Linked DNA regions of Zea mays: regions 1 and 3 are each linked to region 2. A link is a contact called in public Hi-C data. All regions are on one chromosome and are shown on one strand. Each heading gives the region's core, a stretch centred on a gene start, on an enhancer-like site or on the middle of the called end of the contact. The rest is flanking DNA. Distances are from core to core; before and after follow the strand shown. Region 1 has its middle 52 kb from the start of LOC103641406. Region 2 has its middle 62 kb from the start of LOC103641408. Region 3 has its middle 120 kb from the start of LOC100285397.

What was found. A called contact is a pair of places that touch in the nucleus more often than the background predicts.
Region 1: a contact with region 2 is called in a Hi-C map of ear, with 1.8 times the contacts expected there. The contact joins two enhancer-like sites. A contact is called at or near these places in 2 of 25 Hi-C or Micro-C datasets (ear and tassel).
Region 3: a contact with region 2 is called in a Hi-C map of tassel, with 2.6 times the contacts expected there. The contact joins two enhancer-like sites. A contact is called at or near these places in 2 of 25 Hi-C or Micro-C datasets (ear and tassel).

Annotation. Positions count from the first base shown.
Region 1 is chr10:93,959,674-93,963,767 of Zm-B73-REFERENCE-NAM-5.0, reverse strand. No RefSeq gene overlaps it. Among protein-coding and RNA genes, the nearest start is that of LOC103641406, 52 kb to the right of the region's middle. Within about 2 kb of position 2,552, at least 15 of the 20 cell types and tissues checked have an H3K27ac peak or open chromatin away from gene starts, as enhancers often do. A contact at or near this core is called in ear and tassel, where this site is marked.
Region 2 is chr10:94,284,614-94,289,063 of Zm-B73-REFERENCE-NAM-5.0, reverse strand. No RefSeq gene overlaps it. Among protein-coding and RNA genes, the nearest start is that of LOC103641408, 62 kb to the right of the region's middle. Within about 2 kb of position 1,398, at least 14 of the 20 cell types and tissues checked have an H3K27ac peak or open chromatin away from gene starts, as enhancers often do. A contact at or near this core is called in ear and tassel, where this site is marked.
Region 3 is chr10:94,634,681-94,639,238 of Zm-B73-REFERENCE-NAM-5.0, reverse strand. No RefSeq gene overlaps it. Among protein-coding and RNA genes, the nearest start is that of LOC100285397, 120 kb to the left of the region's middle. Within about 2 kb of position 3,223, at least 7 of the 20 cell types and tissues checked have an H3K27ac peak or open chromatin away from gene starts, as enhancers often do. A contact at or near this core is called in ear and tassel, where this site is marked.

The sequences.
Region 1 (4,094 bases), core at 1,303-3,802, 330 kb after region 2:
AACATGAACAACGACGAGAAGAGAAGGAACTAGAAAAAACTACTCAACTTTATCCATTCATACTTAATTAAGGACTGTACAAGAATATTCTATGCTATTTCTTAATATACTTCGTTAGGAATTTTAGGTTGTATGTGGAGCATGGATTTCTTCGATAAAGCTTTAGTGTGGATGCTCATAGGAAGCAGCAGATGGAGAAGCAAGAAAAGTTAGAGACAGAGGGTGCTGCTCCCAAAAACATGGCAGCCCATAGCAAGCAGGATCAGCGGCAAACCTTGAAGTTTGGTTTCTCCAAAATGGCTCCTTCCAAGGTGGATATCTTGAGGATACCATTCAATTCGTTTGCAATTCAGGACTTTGCTCCAGATATATGGTCACATGACAATAAATTGTTGAGATGTTAAACGACAATTGGCAAATCTTGCATTGTTGTTGAATCTGCTGCAAATCTCTACTACTTATTAAGGTTGTAATAGTAGTCTGTGCTGCAAATCTCTACTACTTATTAAGGTTGTAATAGTAGTCTGTCATTCCCTGTTCTGCCTTTCCGATTCTCTCCTTCCCGCACTGTACTACGTCTAGCTAAAATTAAAAAAATACGCATGACCCCAAGGGGATTCGAACTCACGACTTCTCAAGCAAATGCTTGCAGTAGTTACCGCTACACCACATGCATGTTTATGTCTACATTTATAACATGAAACACATCTACTACATCTCTCCTCAAGCTCACCTGCTACCTTTGCACAATGCGTAGTAGTAGATAAGTATCACCGAAATTCTTGAATTATATTTTTGGATGGAGGGAGTAGTATTTAAAGAAAAGCCTTGCATGCAATTTCTTTTGTTTGAATAATGTTTTCAACTTAAATTTCTTTTTTGCATGCGTGACATTTATTTTTTCGTAATATTTTTTTCATGGATCTGACTTGTGAGTCATTTTTATAAACCAACGCTAAATATTAATCCATGTTTCTTACTTGAAAACCCCGAACAAACACCATTAGCAGGAGGCACTCGCGTTGGGGTCGCTCATCGACGACGAGAAGAAACTTGGCGACTGTCAGTTCGACCTCTAGAAACAGTCTTACGTGGCTACATGTGCCGCTATGTACGACAAGCTCCGGCGCAGCCACCGCTTGGACGCGGTGCAGAGCGGTTGCTCCGCGCTGTCCATCGTCAAGCAGGGGGGGCTCATGGTCGTCACCAACGTCGGCGACTCTCGGGTTGTTCTAGGCATCGCTTTCGACGACGACGCCATCACATCGTCCAGCTCATCGTCCACCTAAAACCCAACCTGCCACGTAAGTCGCTACTGACCGGCCATGAATTCTTGTGCGTTGGGACGATGGCCGTTGTTGACGTTGTGTGAGTGTCGTTGAACATGATGTATGTAGAGGAGTAGCGCATCTGGTGGTGCAACGGCCAGGGGTACTACCATACTGATGAGCCCAGGGTGCACTTCGTTTTACAGCCCAACCAAGAGTCATCAGTACTCGGTATGTCGCGCGCGTTCGACGACTACTATATCGAGGACCGTGGCGTCTTCTTGACGCAGGAGGTGACGCAGAGGAGGGCCGACAACAATGACCAGTTCGTCATCCTCGCCACCGTTGTGGTAGCTTTTGTGCCGACTTGCCTTTAATTTTCTTCGCAAACACACACAATTGTCTTTTTGTTTAAGCAAAAGTGTATAGTGGTACGTGTCTGATGACTAATGATGTACGGGAGAATTTCTTCCTGCATGTGTGGAACGTGCTCTACAATGATGAGACCATGCAAATCGTGACATATATCGAAGTCTCCATGATACTGATGGTTGCAATGTAGTGGTGAAACAGATAGATTAAAATAACAAAATTTATGTATGGCCAGAATCACAAATTGATTATAAAACATTTTCTCGTAACAGTATAACACATATTTTGTATATAAGTTATCGTAGTATACCGGTATTATATATTCCCGTTGCAACGCACGGGCACTCAGCTAGTTCTAGTTGAATTAGACTACATAAAAATTGGATTTTGCTTTTCTAGAACCTCCAATGCTTAGTGTTACTGCAGTTCCAAATATAGAAAACAGGAGTATACATCTACACATTACATGCCTCTGCAGTCTTGATTTTTTGTTCGATTAAAACTCAGAACACTGTCGTGGCATTACAACTCTAAAATAATTTGTCATTTTCAGAATTTATTGAACATTTATTTTTTAGAGCAATACGTATGCCTGTAATAGTTAAGTTGACCATCTTTTCATTGCATGTGGGGCTGGGTATTTTGAACCCGTTACCCGAACGTGAATAGACTGAATTGGTCGGATTACAGTTTTTGGGTTTCGGGTTCGGTGCACAAATGGTATCTATTCTGTTATCGGGTTTTAGTGCGGCTAACCCGAATAGACCCAAATAACCGAACAACAGTAAGAAACCCAATCTCCACCTCAGTCAAACTGCCTGTCAGCCATCGAGCCACGGCCCAACCCAAGGCCTATGCGTTGGGCGAGCTCCGCGAGTGGGCCGTGCGCGGCCTGACGGATGGATCCATGGACGGGGGCAAAGGGCAAATGCGGCAACCGGCACAGCTGAAAGGCGAGCGCGAGCAGCCAGAGAAGCTGGAGCCTGGAAGGGGGGGGGGGGGGGGGGGGGGGGGGGGGGGGTGGGGGGGGGGGGCATGGCGACGGTACGACGTACGAGTTCAAATTTTCTTCCCGCACAGTTTATTTATTAGCTTGTCCATCACTCTAGCAGCTTCGATAATCCTCGCTTTCTGAGGAAGTAAGATTAAGAGTACCAAGCGAATCTGGGCATGAGTGTAGTTTTGTATTTGTTAATTGATGGACTTATTTGCTTGTTCGGGTTCTGAACCAACCGAATATACCGAACCGAATTTTTTCGGTCTATTAGGGTTCGGTTCCTGTAAATTTCCGATTTTTTTTTTAATCCGAAGAGACCGAACAGAGTAAACCGTATAACCCGAATGCTCAACCCTAATTGCATGTACAGGTTATAGTTGGTAGTGCCAGCAAGAAGCCAAAGGTGGTAGTGCTTAAACAAGGAAAACAACATCAAAGGCCAATGAAAACATGAGGTGTCAAGCATGTATCACCTTCTGTTGTGCCACGGGCTTGGCCCCCCTCTACGGATCCTGGCATCATCCAACAACCTCATATGAACAAACTGAGACTCGAAAACAGCACAGCCAATTGTATGAACTTTTGAGGGTACATTGTACAAGGAAATCTGTATGGTTCTTGCTGGATTTTGGAAGCTATTTATAACCAATCGTCCTTGTAGGCAGACAATGCCCTTCAATTTGGGAGACACCTTTGTAGTCTGTACTATCATTGTTGGCTTTTAATGTAACACACGCCTTTGTATTAGATGCTACTGTGTTGAGTCACATTTTGTCCGCCAAAACTGGAAGCTTGCTGGGGACGACCTTTTTGTTGTTGGGTTGCCCTTCTCTTTTTGTGAGATGGGATGTCACTGCTTCGTTCAGTTCTAGTCACTTTTGAACAAAACCATGTGATTATGCTTACGTTTGAGTTGTTGAGTTGCATAAACTTGCACTTTCAGTAAGTTTGCCAGCTGTTGCAAAAAATGGCAACTTTTTTCCAAGAAAAAAAAATGGATGGGCTTTGGAGCCCATGATGGAGCAGTTGGCCTGGTGGATCTGTGGTCTTGTGTTGTGGTGGTCCATGACCATGAGAAACGATACATTTACAGGTAACCATGCCTCTTCAGAGAAGAGAGTTACTCACATTTACATGTGGATGGCCTGCACCTGGGCTTCATCACACCTCGACAACTAGTTATTGCACAGCACAGATCTGTGGCATGGCCATGGCCATGGCCATTTGCATGCAGCAGCAAGTCAGTGCGTGCAGTGCAAGCATGTCAGAACCAATCAGGTAGGTGTATACACATCAATCCAAATTCAATGAGCAGACTGATCTCATCCAAGGGATTGGTCCCTGTGCCACATTTTCAATCTTTTTTCCGTGGCTGCATTGTATTCAGACACAAAGAGAGCTGGTCCTGCATATTGCACAATGTTTGGTTGGGGCATGGTGCCATGCGAACCAGCTGC
Region 2 (4,450 bases), core at 149-2,648:
CGTCGTGGAGAAAACATACAAACAAAGGTTAACTGATGATGCATATCGTCCATTTACAGTGTCGCCCCATGCATACAGTGGACACGTACGTCCCGCTCCTGACCTGACCTGACCACGTGAAACACGTACCCGTACGTACGCACATGTAATATTATAGCATAGTGACATTCTTGAATAAAATTCTAGCTTAGCCCTCGTCTGCTCTCTGTAGCAGTATAATCTGTTGTTCAAATCCATCGACCTTATCTACTGTAGGCCTAACGAAATTAATGTTGCACGCTACCCTATAATTACAAATTTTTATATGTGTATATATATTGTCATATCCAGTTATGACGATAAAACGAAGCTTATTGTGGCTTTAATCTGGTTGTGGCTTCTACAGTATTTTGTCTCTATAGATTGCAGATGCAGCAGTCTGAATAGCTACAGTAGCTGCGGCTACAGGGCAGCTCAACACGAATTATTGATGTATGTGTTTTGTATGTGTCAAGATTTATTATCATCTATTTGAATATAGACATGAAAACCAAGATCTAAAACGACTAATATTATGGGACGGAGAGAGTACATAATACAACACTAGCCTACGTTGTGGCTAGTGCAAATTATTTTAGAACAGTCAGTGGAAATATATTTCCACTCGTGGTTCTTTTAAAGCAATCGCTGGCTAGTGGAAAAGGGCTTTTCAGTGGAAATCGATGTTCTTAGGGTTTCCAATTGTATAAGGTGAAGAGCTAGTCTCTTCATGTTTTGTCGAAATCATGTAATCCTTCAAAAATCCTCGGCATAACAAGTGAGAAACGATAGGTTTTGTGTCATCAAATACACAAATAGTTTTGCAGTTCATACATGATAATCACTATACGCACTCACTTGAGTCTAACTTGCCACGTAATACATTGGGCAGGTAAAAACAACATTAATATCCAACGTACTATCTCTGTCGTCCAGAAAAAAAAAATGTAAATAGTGCTTGAAGCTATTGAATTCCCCAACTTTTAGTTGATGTACAAACAATATTTGGGCCATATATATACCCTAATAAAGTAAATACTCATCAAGTATCGGGTTGCGGGTACCCATTGCCATCTCTAGTCTATACATTTAGGGGGTGTTTGGAGATAGCTCAGGTTCCAGCTCCTGTGTAGAGTTGTAGTTTATAATATCAATTTAAATAGTTTTAGAAATATTTTTAATATAAATAATAAACAAAATGACTTATCTAAATGTCTTCTAAAATCTTAGAGCTTTCATTCCACATATTTGTAGAGTCGAAGGTGTCCCAAACATATCTTTAATTTGGTTCCATACACAGTGGTCACGTCAGGCTCCTGGCCACGTGAAGCACATCCATACGTGTTGAGCCTGCATTGCTGGAGAACGTGATGTCAAACCTTCCGACATACGTACACGTGGTTGGCAGGTAACGAAAGCATTCATTTAAAGAGTAGTACGTAGTACTACATCTGCCCTAAAACTAAATGTGTGTCCTTTTTTTTGGAAATTTGGTCCCATACACAGTACTGTATATATATACAGCGAACTTGATCGCAATTTGCACTCGGCGATCTTATCTAAGTACTCCCTCCGTTTCTTTTTATTTGTCGCTGGATAGTGTAAGTCGCTGGATAGTGTAATTTTTACACTATCCAGCGACAAATAAAAAGAAACGGAGGGAGTACATAGTTTCTGGCCCACATGCATGTGCACCTTCACGATAACATAGAATGAGTTTATAGGGTTTACACTGTGCAGTTTATAAATTAGACTAGGACAAGACTCAAAGTAGATCCAAGAAGCTACTAGCTAGATTTTATTCTAATGCATACATCAAATTACTCCATCTTCTATTTTAAATTGTAAGTAATTTTATTTTTTTAATAGTCAAGATGTTATATAAATTTGATCGAAATTATAGAGAAGATTACAAAGATTCATGACATCAACTAGATACACTGGAGACATATAATTCATGAATAATGTAGCACACCTTGTTTATTTAATATCATAAATATTAGTATTATTTTATTATAAAAATTTAGTTAAACATAAGATTCTTCGATTCTTGAAGAAAGTTGGAATGAGTCGTAAGTTAATTTAGTTAGTCTATCTCGGGTAGCTTACCATCATCTCTATCTCTTATTATGAACTCTACTTTATAAACAATACAGACTACAGTATAAAACAGTGCTTAGCACGGCCATATGCACGATCTGTTGGACATAGCATTAAGATGGTGGGAGTAACCGTTAGTAGTTCAACTTACCATCATGTGCATGTGTTTGGCAGGTAAAAGCATTAATCTCCTATGTACTGGGGCTATTCGACTGAACCAAAGGCTATTCCTAGTGGACAGTGATAGTCATTTAATACATGTCATGTATAATGAAAGATGATGTGGCATGTGAGTAAAGAGGAAAGAGAATAAAACAGTATCTTGAGAGGGATACCACTCACGCACGAGATCATAGGGATTGAAACTAATATGCGTGGTCCTGTCACACCCGGGCTTTAAGGGACAAAGCCGGGTGCATCTCATACATGCGCCAAGAAGACAACATATATAATAACAGAGTGTATAGAGATAAATGTCATAAAACATCAGAGTATTTATTACATAGCGGAAGTCTTATTACAAAATAAAATATAAATATAAAACGAACCAAGGATCGTCGTTGGCGCCAATGTCAACTGAGAAACGTCACCTAGATCAGATCAAACTCCTCACTTTGTGGCTCCTCCTGAACCACCTGTTCTTCTCCTGTGGGGGTGTGAGACAGCAAGGGTGAGCTCACACATGTTCATCGCTCAACAAGTTGTGGGGAATAATGTGACATGAACTCACCAAAGGTGGGAGCTCATGAAGTGTAAGGCTTATCAAAGAGAATGGTTAAAGCTGAGCATTGCTTTTATAAGTTGGTCAAAATTTTATTAGCAATTACTAAGTGTAAGTAAATACCAAACCATAATAAGAATAATAGAACAAAATTAATAATAAACCCATGCAAATGCAAATGACAGATTGAGTTTAGGTTCCATAATTTAATCATCGGAGAGTCCTGAGCCGCTCATGACCGTGAGCTCGGCTAGTATACCAGTTTTACACTCTGCAGAGGTTGTACCCTTTACCCACAAGTCGTGTATCCCATGTCACCAGGGTTAGCTAGGCCCTTAGACACTACCGAGGTGAATGGCTAGGGATCCACTACGAGGCCTTTACAAAGTTCCACTAGCTTCCGAAAACCCGCTACAGTTTATGGGAAGAGCACTTGCAAGAATCCCCCGTCTGACCGCCATCGCAGCAAAATCAACCCGAGAACCTCCTTGCATGCAATCCCCTACTGCCCTTGCCCCTTTCAGGTAAGATAGTCTTCCACTAGCTTTCCTAGTTAGTTGGCCAAGGGCGTCCCATTAAACCCTTGTGGCGGCACGTGTTTCTCAAGTTAAGCTCCATGTTCCAACTAACATTTAATGATATTGACATGAACATAAATAACATAAAAAAATAACTGGAACATGGATATAATAAAATATTATCCCAAAACCATGTAAAGCAATAGAAAAACTACCCAAGTGATTCAGGGGTAACAAGGTAAAGGGATAAAGAATCTAGGGTGACCTATCGGGTCCCATCAAAATTAAGCCTATGCATGGTAAATGATTATAAAGAACATTATTGGGTAACAAAAGTGAATCAAGGGCACAACTTGCCTGGCACTTGAGATTCCAGGTACCAATTTACTTTTCAGATGACACGTGTCCTCGCGCTAGTCGTAGCAATACAAGCAAACATGGTATAGATAAAATTAACATCACACCAAACATAAGAACAAACTGAATAATAATGATCTATGTGTTGCTACGAGATCGTGGGTTCGAAAACCACTAAAATCGGAGTTAGGTTTATTAAGTTATGATTTTCTGAAGTTATTTAATGCCTAGAATAGAGTTATTCATGTGGATAATTTTAAACCAAGTTTCATGGTTGGATAAAGATACCAGGTGATAAACAATATTTAAACAAAATAAATGTCACTGGAATGAATCAATTTGGAGTTATATATTTTAAGTTATGAATTTCTACAGGTTTTATGTGTTTTGTACAAGATTAAATAGGATATAAATTTTATTGTAACATTCATGTCAAAACAGTGGTACTACGTGATAAACAATAATATTATAGAATTATAGAAATTGGAATGAACTAATTTGGACATCATATGAATTTTCTATGATTAATACAAGTTCTAGTATTTATTTTTGCACTAAAAAACCATTTCTAATATATTTTCTATGATTTTCCAACTCTCTGGACTGGGGCACAATTATTAAAGAGCGCAAGGACTAAACTACAAATATACCCGAGACTCAGACTAAACTGCGGTGGATGGTGGATTGAATAAATGAAAAGGCAGGGGTTCTTACGCAAAATTCATCGGCTGAAGGG
Region 3 (4,558 bases), core at 1,974-4,473, 350 kb before region 2:
CTGCTCATGCCCCTATCTTGCATGTCTTATCATTCTCCTTGTCTTTTGATGTCCTTAAAGAAGTAGTTTTCCACTTTGTAAGGAAAGACCACCATCTAGTTAACATTAACAACGAGATGCTTGTTATTGTGTGATCGTGTTGTTTGTCTTTGTGTTATGGCTGATTTGCTTCTTTGTGATGAGTGTTGATGTGTTGTGGCCCTTGGTCCGCAATGGCATCAATTACTAGGTAAGTGCCATATAGTTAGGTAGTTGGGTTCTCTTTCCCTGCTCTCTCTCTTTAATCCATCTATGCTTACCTTTTTCTATCCATGTCCTTTCCTCTTGTAACCGCTCAGATGGTAGTCTCCAGTACAGTTCCTGCTAGATAGTGTTACAAGTGGTGAAAAACACAACACCAACCTTGTGTTTCTGATATCAATGTGTAAATATTCTTGTTCCTTATTTTTCCCTTCATATATATCGTGCACCTTGTGAAACCTTGTCTCACCCTCCCTTTTACCCCTACCCAGATGATGAATCCCATTGGTGATAAAGTGGATGATGCCAACGACAAGATTCCAACCCCAACGGTTATGAACAAGAAATATGAGTCACATGGATATATGTTGAATGGAATGAAGAACAACAAGAGGACCAGAAGAATCTTTGGGTACAAGATTAAACCACCTCAACCACAAGCAAAAGCCTTGAAACTCATGAATACCCAAATAGGAGAATCAAATCAGGCTGAATTATTCAATATGCAGACAACTAATCAAGCATCATCTGTTGGCAATCAAACAAGTTGACTTGCAGAGAGGTCAAAGCAAGACGTGCTTGTTTCTACTACAAGGAAGAAGGGCATTTCATTCGCCAATGTCCCAAGAAGTGTCTAGATCGACTTGATAAGGCCTCAAAGCAGAGCTCAACTAGTGGTAATCAAGAAGATGATCTGCATGTCAACACCCGTGCAAAGCACAAAGTAGTTCACACATACACTGAAAGTGGTGACTTGCTAGGCTTTCACGTCGAGCCGGGGGTGTGATGAGTTTCTTGTTAAGTCGACATATTTGTTTGTAAGGTCATGTGAACAACCTATGAACCAACCTTGTTGTTCTTGTTAGCCTCTTCTTGAATCCTGGGGCGAGATTCCTGTTAAGGGGGTTAGGATTGTAACACCCTGAATTTTGGGGTATAAAAATTCCTTTGCTCTATACTCAAAATTCAGGTGTTACTCTCTCATTTTTCTTCTCTTTTCTCCTTTTTATAAATAATGTAAAGTTACTTTGTTTTATATATAAGTGTTAAGCCTAGTAAAATATGACCCTAAGGGAGTAGTGTAATGTTGCATCATGCTAGAGCATATATTTTGGCTTATGAATTTGCTTGATGTGCATTCTTTTATTTTTGTGAATCATGCTTGAGTATGAATTCAAATAGAAAAGAAGAGGAAAGGAAATAACACAGAGAAAAGAAAAGACCCACCCACCCCCCAATCGGCATGCCCTTGGCCCGCACTATAGGTGTACATTTGGGCCGGGCCTGGTGGGCTGGCCCGAAGCACGGAAAAAAGCACGGCCCAGGCACGGCACGACCCGAAATAATTTAGTGCCGGGCCGGCACGGCCCGTTATATCGGGCTGGGTTTGGGCCGAGGTCACGGCCCATGGGCGGGCACGAGCACGGCCCGTTTAAGGCATGCACGAAATGGCCCATATAGAGGCACGAAAAGGCCCATATATGTAATAAAACCACACTTCATTCCACACTTTCATATACTTGATAAAAAACACAAAACTAGAGATAATGCTAGTTAGATGTTTTTTGTAGCTTTGAATTAGAGTGTGTGATGTAATTTTGCTTTTGTTATGAACATTAGACAATAAACTGAACTTACGAACTTTGTATAGAGCTGATTATACTCTTTTTCCTTCTAACAAAATGATTTATAAACGAGGTAGTCTTTGCATAGCTGTGGTAACTTTAATACAAATATTAAGTTTGATTTTGTTCAAATTTATTTGTCTTATCTTTTATTTGTTTTATTATTTTTTTAAATTCAGGGCTCTAATGTGAATTTTGGGCCGAAAACTGAATTTCGGGCCAAAAATTGAATTTCGGGCCGTAATGTGAATTTCGGGCTTTTATAATTTCGGGCCGCCCGAAATGAGCCCGGCACGTTTAAGCAATTACGGGCCGGGCCGTGGGCCGAGGGCTAGGCCCATGGGCCGGCCCGGCACGGCTCGAAATTCAAACGGGCCGGGCCGGCCCGAAATTCAAACAATACAGGCCTTTTCGGGCTTGGGCCAGGCCGGGTCGGGCGGCCCGTATGTACACCTATAGCCCGCACACCCCCTCCCCCTCCCCAACCCGTGGCCTGCCATAGCCTAGCTCGCGTGGCCCGCTACGCTTCCCGCATGCGCTGGCCTGCATCACCCCTAGCCCTGCCACCTCCCTAGCCAGCCTATTCTGTGTGACCCACACCCTGCGCGCAGCCCACACATGTTATGGCCCAGCCGCCCCGCCCCGCCCGCGCCCAAGCAACGCGCTTTCACACGCGCTCGCCCAGCGCCGTCCTACGCGCTCGCCCAGCGCCACCGGGCCCTCCTATCATCCGGATAGGAATGGCTTCCTATGCTTCTACGCAAAACCGCCTCAGCGGGCAGCGCCCACTTCCTCCCCCCTACACTATACATGTCCAACAGGTCGTGCCGGGCCGGGCCGGCCCGGCATGGGCACGGCTGGGTCCGGCATGAGGGGCGCCAGTCAAAGCCCGGCACGGTTCAGTGTCGTGCCGGCCCGGCCCGCGGGCTGGCTAACGCAGTCCAGGCCCGGCACAGTTATTCTTATACGGGACGTGCCAGGCCGAGGGCACGACGGGTCTGTCGTGCCTGGTCAGGGTCCGGACCCGTAAACACAAAAAACACTCTAAAATTCAGAATTTAAGGATAATATTCAAATTTAGTTTAGATTCAATTAATTATATTTATAATTTTAGATACATACTTAGATAAAGAATTTTAGATACACATAGAAACACATATAATAATTCAGAATACTCTTATATAATAATATATTATCAGTATTATAACTAAAAACAGATTGACAGTTACAAAATATATTCCTAAAACGGGCCGTTATCGTGCCTACCAATTAACTGTGTCGGGGCCGTGCCTGCACCGCGGGCGAGACGGCCAGCCCAAGCCCGGCACGGCTATCGGACCGGGCCGGTCCGGGCACGGTTCTAATCGGGCCTGGCCGTGCTCGTGCCGGGTCACGAGCCTACTGCCGGGCCGGCCCATTTGGACATGTCTACCCTACACCAGTTTTGACATCGCTCTACCTCCACGCATAGCTTCCCAGGCGAGGAGGTGATCCTTCACACGATCTTACGCAGGCGAGAAGTCCATCTTCTTCTTCCTCTCTCCACGCGCCCTCCGCTCCTCTCGGTCTGCTCGACGAAGCCCTCGCACGATCTCTGATGTGTCTCCCTGCAGACCAGGGCATGGCGCCCCCAGCACTCGCGAGTCGCGACGCCCACGGTCGGCTCCCGGTTCCCAGGCAATGGTGGTCGACGGGTGCATTGGGCGGCGTGGCCCCACGACCCCATGCGGTGTGCGCTTGCCTGCTTTGTTCGGCCAAGCCCCCTGTGCTTTATGATTTTTTTCTGTGCGGTTGCAAATTGGAGAGAGAAGGAAGAAGCTGGCCACTTTTAATCCCACTAGTTATGATTTTTCTGCATACGTGACTCATGTGGCCCTACGCGTGGCATATTTATGGCTAATAGAATTGTGCCACGTCATCTTAAGTCAGTGATCTATTAAATATGTGATAATTTTTGCGTTATAAACCCGATTCACTACGCTCAAGTTGTGTTAGGTTCATATTATTGCTGCCTATGTGTTAAAATTATTAGTTCATCATTTCACATTTTTTAAATAATTTATTAAATATTTGTTTCACTAATGTCTTTAAATTAGTTTTACAATTGAAACTAATTTATAGTTTATCAATTGTGCTTTATAAGTAAATGTTAACTTGTTTAGTATAAACATGTTATCTGTTAGTGGTTCCAGGGGCGAAGGACACATTATGGCCTATTATGGCCTAAGCCATACCAAAAAAAAGGCCCAGCTTCCATATCGCGCATTCGCGCTGGCACCCTGGCGCTAACCCTCACCGCCCGCCGCTCACGAACACAGCCGCCGCCCGTCGCTGTGCCCAGCCTTCCGCCGTCCGCCGAGCCGCCGAGGGGAGACCGAGCCTTCCACCGCTGCCCGCTGTGCCCAGCCTTCTGGCCACGCGCTGACGCCGTCCGCAGTCCGCCGCTGTGTCGAGCCGCCGAGCCGCCGACCGCCGCTATGCCCACTGCCCAGCAGCCCCAACCTTCCGGCCTTCTGTGCCGAGCCGGCGAGCCAGCGTCCGCTGCTCGGCTGCTGTGCACAGGTGGCCAGGCGCTCAGCCTTCCGGCCACGCGCTGACGTGCCCACGCGGGTCACGCCACGCCTGTGACTTCCACGGTCCGCCGGTCCGCCGCTGTGCGCCTGTGCCTTCCGAGCTGTAACAGTAAGCAAAGC